Linked DNA regions of Anser cygnoides: region 2 is linked to region 1. A link is a contact called in public Hi-C data. All regions are on one chromosome and are shown on one strand. Each heading gives the region's core, a stretch centred on a gene start, on an enhancer-like site or on the middle of the called end of the contact. The rest is flanking DNA. Distances are from core to core; before and after follow the strand shown. Region 1 overlaps RAD51B (RAD51 paralog B). Region 2 holds the start of ZFP36L1 (ZFP36 ring finger protein like 1).

Region 1 (3,201 bases), core at 68-2,567:
CCTGCAGAGCCGTAGTGATGCACATTGACTTTTTAGGAAGATATGCAGCGAACGCTAAACAACTATGACGTTCCCAGTACTGCTGCCCAGAACCAGCGCCCTGCTCTTCCTTACGTGCAGGGACGTCTAAACAGCTCTTGCCGCAGCCGCTGACACTACAATACTGAATCCTGCTCTGAAGAACTTAGGAGTGAGTCACTGAGATGGGAATTAACCCGTTACTTAGCATACACACACTGCTGAGCTGAACTGCAGGGGAGAAGGGAGGCAATGAAATCCCCGTTTCCAGAATCAGAAATTTTCGTTGTGTCTTTTTTTTTTTTTTAATTTTTACTGTTATCCTCTCAATCTACCCTAGTTATTGCTGGTGTTGTGGTATCCCAGCCAGCACGTGTAGGGACTACTCGCCATCCCTATTCAATATGCAGAGCTGCACTGCCGTGCTGAGCAAGGCTCTGGGAAACATACCTATGGGAAGTCGGGCCTTAACATGGTCAGGCTAGTCTCACGTGTGCATATTCAGACAGGGCTGAAAGTGACACTGAGGTCTTGCTTTGGTACTCAGGTTGACCTCATATCCAACACCAGCAGCTCTCTTTGATCTGCTTTTCCTTTGACATTGTGTGTTGTATGCATCCCCCCTCATGCATTCATTCCATTTTAATGCTGTTGGTCTGGATTTGGGAGAAGGCTAAAGTGCCAGCCAGCCAAAAGACCAGCCAGAAGAGTGATGATTTTGGCCATCTCAGAGACCAGCTGTAGGAGATGTGATTTTATCTGACAAAAAAGGTGCTGAGAGTATTTTAATTATGCAGGGGGGTGGGTTTGGCAAAAAGAGAGGTCTCTGGCTTCAAGTAGAAACAGCTAATTTAGCTGAGTGCCAAAACTTGTGCCAGCTCTAGGTAAACTTCGCTGCTCTTCTTGCAGTGCTCATCCAGTCCTGTCCCAGCCAGCAACAGGAACTGCCGCCGGGTGCACCTCATAAATACAAATAGACCAGGAGAGACTCGTGTGAATGTTTCCTATGCGTTCGCTTCTCGCAAGGACGTGTCTCACAGCCGGAGCCCAGCTCTGCCGTGCCAGATCAAAAAGTGGGCATGGTGTTTGCGCTGTCCTAAAGGAGAGAGGACACAGCCCTCAGCCAACAGAAGTGCCCATGCCGGGGGTTTGACAAGTACAGCTGTGGGCAGGAGGGTGGTGCTCCGCGAATCGTGGCTCTGGATAAGGCTTTTGGTGCTCGGAGCCGTGTCTACATCAATATCTGTGATGAAGCACATGCTTAACTTTCTAAGCACAAAGCTCTCACATACTAAGATTTATATTTAAAGGAGAGGAGAAAGAGAAACATAAATTTGTGGCATGTGTTTCTGAGCTAGGAAGCATGAAAAGCAGCAAGGAAACATACCACTTTTGCTGAGAGGCACTTGGGATGGCTCTTGCCTTTCAATCTCTCTATCAACAGATGAGATGCTGGAAGATTGCACCTATCCTGAAACCCTCATTTTCTTTTGCAGAGTAATAAGCAAATAGGTTTGAGCCTGTTGCCTGCAGGGAAATGGTTTTGTAATGGAAGGAGCACCCTGCACTAAATCAACAAACAGAGAATGGCTGTGTTTGTTTTTCCACGTACTGGAGGTGAAGGTTGCAACCACACCGGGGTTTCTTTCACATCCTCTCCACTTGACACGGGGCAGGGGACAGGCACAGATGCACACGGAGCTGTAGTGTACACGGAGGGAGCATGTAACCAGAATCGCGAAGCCTTTGGGCTCTGCTTTTCCTCCGTGTGTGCTCTGTGCTGGCGGGGTGGGCGATGGGCCCCCAGGCACTCCTGGCACTGTCCCTGGGCTCTGTGAGCCAGCACCGGCTTCCCAGGGAGCCGCCTGTGTTCCCCACTGCTCGCTTCCAGCCCCGATCTCCCGCCTGTGCAGTCACAGAGCAGAGCATCGGGGAACGCAGCTGGACTACAGCTGACCAACAGCTACAAAAAGGAAGCTGTCTCTATTTTTTTAACCCAGCTCTGTTCCCCACTCCAGTTCACTCTGAGGGCACACCAGTGCTGGCACTGGGAGCGATCCTCTCGGGCTTCTTTCAGCAGTGACAGCAGCTTATGCGGGTGACACCAGCTTATCCCGGCCTGGGTGTTGGTGGCCCTCTGGCCTGGGCAAGGGATGGCCTGGAGGTGGGGCGGGATGCTGGCCCCGAGCCCTGCCTGCATGAGCAAGCAGGAGAGGAGAGCTGCAAGTGCAGCCGAGCTGATCAGCCAGCAGCAGTGATACTGGTGGGTGTCTTGTTTCATGCATTCGCATATTCATAGAAACGCACTTTCATTAGCACAGCTCATTTCACATAAGGTAGGTACTTTTGCTTATTGGCTTTAAATACAGAGCTACCAGTATAATTTTTGTCCATGCCATGTACGCTTTGTTGTCATTGCTGAAGGAGTGTGCCTAGCACAGACACAGACTTGGAGTTGCTTTGGAAAAAGATGGTTATCTAGGCAGACAGAGGTTTGTTTTCCTCCCTTCAGTTGCATCACAAAGACAGTGCATTACTGGGAAGCATTTTGTACACTTAGTCAGTACACAGGGAGCATTTGCAAAATTCAGGATGGGAATAAGTTTATGGTTTAATCCTGTCTTACACAGATGTATTCACCTTATCCATATATTCCTAGCATTTGAACCTATAGATCAAAAATAGTCCTATGGCACGAATGGATGCTTTAAGAGAGCATATCCTACAGACAGCCCTCTCCCTGTCTATACCTGATGCACAGTTGTGTGCCCATATGTGCTTGTGTTTTTCACATATATTTCCCATCGTTCCTCCTTGCTCCAAACAGATGTAAAGATTTGTGTGTGTGCATGTGTCTATGTGTCAGAACAGGCACACCGGTGCATATACAAGTACTTGCAGACACTTGCAGGTATATATGTGCCCATGCAGCCCACACTACTCGTCACGTTTACATCTGTCTGTATACATGCCTATCCTGCCATACAATCAACATATGCACGAGTTTGCTGTAAGAAGCCAATCCTCCCCCCCCCCCCTTCCCACCCCCCTCCCCGAATTGCCAAATGCTGAACCCCTCAGGCTAGCTGTTGTGGTTACCCTGATTCCCAGGTTTCTTCTGCAGTCGGCTTGTAAGTGGCACTACAAGTTTCCTAACAACTGGGATGAAGTTTTGTGTAAATC
Region 2 (3,174 bases), core at 165-2,664, 44 kb before region 1:
TTAATTATAGAGAGGCTCGGAGCCCTGGGAACAAGCACCATCTACAGAATCAGTAAACAACTGCAGAAAATAATAGACTGGTCTCTCCCCGGTTACTCCTCGCTTCTGGCCAAGGCGAAAGAAAAGAAACTAGAAAGAGAAGGAAATTCGAGGAACCTGATTGCTCTCCCTAAGTAAATAAAAAAAAAAAAAAAAAGGAAAGAAAGAAAGAAAGAAATCTGGAATAGCCGGAGCCCGTGGGCGTTCCTCTCCTTGGTTGTTTTGGCCGTTCTCGAAGAGCAAAGGAGGGGAAAAAGCTCAGCCGCCAGTTCAAAGTCCGGCTCCTGAGACTCTAAAGCAAACAGCGGAGGAAGCGGCTGAGTTGCTTCAAGTTCTCAAGGCGCTGCCCGCTCGGCTTCGCGCCCTGCTGGGTCCCTGCGGGGGCTGGGAGGGACCCTCGCCAAGGGGACCCCGGCAAGGGGCCCCTCGCCCCCCCGGCCCCTCGCCCGCCCTGGAGGGCAGCCGCCGTGCCGCTGAGGCACCCTGGTATCAGGAAGCCTAGAGACGTTTTGGTTTTTTTACACCGAAACTGCCCCGTCCTCCCCCCCCCCCCCCCGCCATATCAATATCGGTATGAATCACACTGTGCCTACTGAAATCTGGAACAGATTACTTGCTCAGAGACGCATTCTTTTTTCAGTTTTACAACTCAGAGGGGACTGGCAGGAGAGCATACGGGGAGAAGAGGCAGAAACGTATCAAACACCCTTTTAAAACCGTCTTTTAGCAACTTCCACGAGCGCGGCTGCGAGCTCCTTCCCGCCGCAGCGCCTGCCGGCTTGCAATAAAACCGGGAGAAGCGGCAGCGCGGCCCGGGGGCGGCGGAGCGAGCTACACAAAGCCAGCCGGCACCGCCGCGCCGCCGGGGGGGCCCCGCGCCGCCACCCCCCGCTCCAGGGGCGGGCGCCGCGCGGCGCCGCGGGACTTGCGCCACTTTTGCGCGGGGCCGCGCGTTGCACGCGCGCGCGCGCACACACACACACACACACACACACACACACACACACACACACACACACACACACACACTCGCGGGCACGCGCACACACACGCGGGCGCGCGCACAGCCGCCTCCCGCGTCCGGGGCGGGGAGGGGAGCGCTGCCCGCAGGGGCTGTTCTGGAAGGGACGCGCTTTTTTTTTTTTTTTTTTCCTTTTCTTTCTTTTTTTTTTTTTTTTTTCCCCTCCCCTCCTCCCCTCCCCCTCGCTTCTTCCTCCCGAAAAGTTTTTTTCTGGGCCCGCCCGCCCGGGTGATTCAGTCGCGGTGTCAATCACCCTGTCCTCCTCCTCCTCCTCCCCTTCCTCCCGCCGCCGGCTCCTCCTCCCGGGGTAAGTCCGAAACTTTATAAGTTGAGCTTTTTCCCCCAGCCCGCTGGAAGCGGCGAGCGGGCGCGGCGGGCTGGTGGCGGCAGCGGAGGCAGCGCTAGCAGCAGCGGGGGGAGGCAGCGCGCTGGAGGCTGCGAGCTGGAGGCTGCGCCTTACCCACACCGCGACTCCTTCCACTTGCCTGCCGCCGCGCCTGCCGCTTCCCCCCTCGCTCGCCGAAGATGTCCACAGCCCTGGTGTCGCCCACCATCTTCGACCTGAGCGAAGTTTTATGCAAGGTAACCGCGCCGGCTGGCAGCTTCGGGTTGGCGCCTGCAGGGGCTCTCTGCGCTTTTTTTTTTCCTTTACTTTTTATCCCTTTTTTCTTTTTCCTTCCCCCCTCCCCCTTCTCCGGCCGCGAGCAACTTGGGCGGCCGGGCGGGGCGCCCCGCTCGGCTCAGCCCGGGCCCCGCTCCCCGCCTTCGGGGCCGGGCAGGGCCGGGGCCGGTCGGCGGCGCCGGGCGGGGGCCGTGCTCCTGCCGCCGCCCGCTGCAGCGCGCCCGGGCGGGGAGCGGGGAGCGGGGCTGGGCGCAGCCCGAGCCCCCGGCGCCTTCCCCCCGGGGGGCTCTTCCCGCAGCAGCCGCCCCGGTGGTCGTAGGGGCGGCTCGGGGCTTGCTTTGCTCGCAGCAGACGGGTGGGACGCGCGGGGGGGCTGTGCCGAGCCGTGCCGAGCCGTGCCGCCGAGGCTGAGCCCTCCGAGGGCTCCCGGCGTCGCCCTCCCGTCCGGGGAGAGTTGCGGAGGAGGCGGTGGCAGTGACCGGTGCTTGCTTTCTGCCCGCAGAGCAACAAGATGCTGAACTACAGCCCCTCGGGTGTCAGCGGGTGCCTGCTGGACAGGAAGGCGGTGGGCACCCCGGCCGGCGGGGGTTTCCCTAGGAGGCACTCTGTCACCCTGCCCAACTCCAAGTTCCACCAGAACCAGCTCCTCAGCAGCCTGAAAGGGGAGCCCGCGCCCATGCTGGGCCCCCGGGAAAGCCGCTTTCGGGACCGCTCCTTCTCAGAGGGCGGCGAGCGCCTGCTGCAGCAGAAGCAGCCCGGGGGCCAGGTCAACTCCAGCCGCTACAAGACGGAGCTGTGCCGCCCCTTCGAGGAGAACGGCGCCTGCAAGTACGGCGACAAGTGCCAGTTCGCCCACGGCATCCACGAGCTGCGCAGCCTCACCCGCCACCCCAAGTACAAGACCGAGCTCTGCCGCACCTTCCACACCATCGGCTTCTGCCCTTACGGGCCGCGCTGCCACTTCATCCACAACGCCGAGGAGCGCCGCGCCGTGGCGGGCGGCCGGGAGCCCGCCGTCACTGACAGACCCCGCCTTCAGCACAGCTTCAGCTTCGCCGGCTTCCCCAGCACTGCTGCCAGCGGGCTGCTGGACAGCCCCACTTCCATCACCCCGCCGCCCATGCTGAGCGCCGACGACCTGCTGGGCTCCCCCACCCTGCCTGACTGCGCCAGCAACCCCTTCACCTTCTCCAGCCAGGAGCTGGTCAGTCTCTTCGCCCCCAGCATGGGGGTGCAGGTGCCCAGCGGGAGCTCCCCCACCACGTTCTTGTTCAGGCCCATGTCCGAGTCCCCCAACTTGTTTGACTCGCCGCCCAGTCCTCAGGACTCCCTCTCTGACCAGGAGGGCTATCTGAGCAGCTCCAGCAGCAGCCACAGCGGCTCAGATTCCCCTATCCTGGACACCTCAAGACGTCTTCCCATCTTCAGCAGACTCTCCATCTCCGACGACTAATCTGGGGTTTCCTCTTGCTCCCCCCCACCTCTATTACGA

The links. Hi-C and Micro-C count contacts between places; a contact is called where the count stands out from the background.
Region 2: a contact with region 1 is called in a Hi-C map of liver, with 2.0 times the contacts expected there. The contact joins the promoter of ZFP36L1 here to the enhancer-like site in region 1. A contact is called at or near these places in 2 of 7 Hi-C or Micro-C datasets (both in liver).

What each region holds. Positions count from the first base shown.
Region 1 is chr5:29,252,832-29,256,032 of Taihu_goose_T2T_genome, reverse strand. All of the region lies in intron 10 of RAD51B (RAD51 paralog B), which reads right to left. Among named protein-coding and RNA genes, the nearest start is that of ZFP36L1, 44 kb to the left of the region's middle. Within about 2 kb of position 1,317, at least 2 of the 3 cell types and tissues checked have open chromatin away from gene starts, as enhancers often do. A contact at or near this core is called in liver, where this site is marked.
Region 2 is chr5:29,296,749-29,299,922 of Taihu_goose_T2T_genome, reverse strand. It overlaps ZFP36L1 (ZFP36 ring finger protein like 1), which reads left to right and starts at 1,414. Exons shown (of 2, transcript XM_048065239.2): 1 at 1,414-1,642; 2 at 2,185-3,174. The coding sequence starts at 1,586. The coding sequence ends at 3,135. LOC125182930 (a long non-coding RNA gene) reads right to left here and starts at 1,236. Exons shown (of 4, transcript XR_010832052.1): 1 at 1-1,236.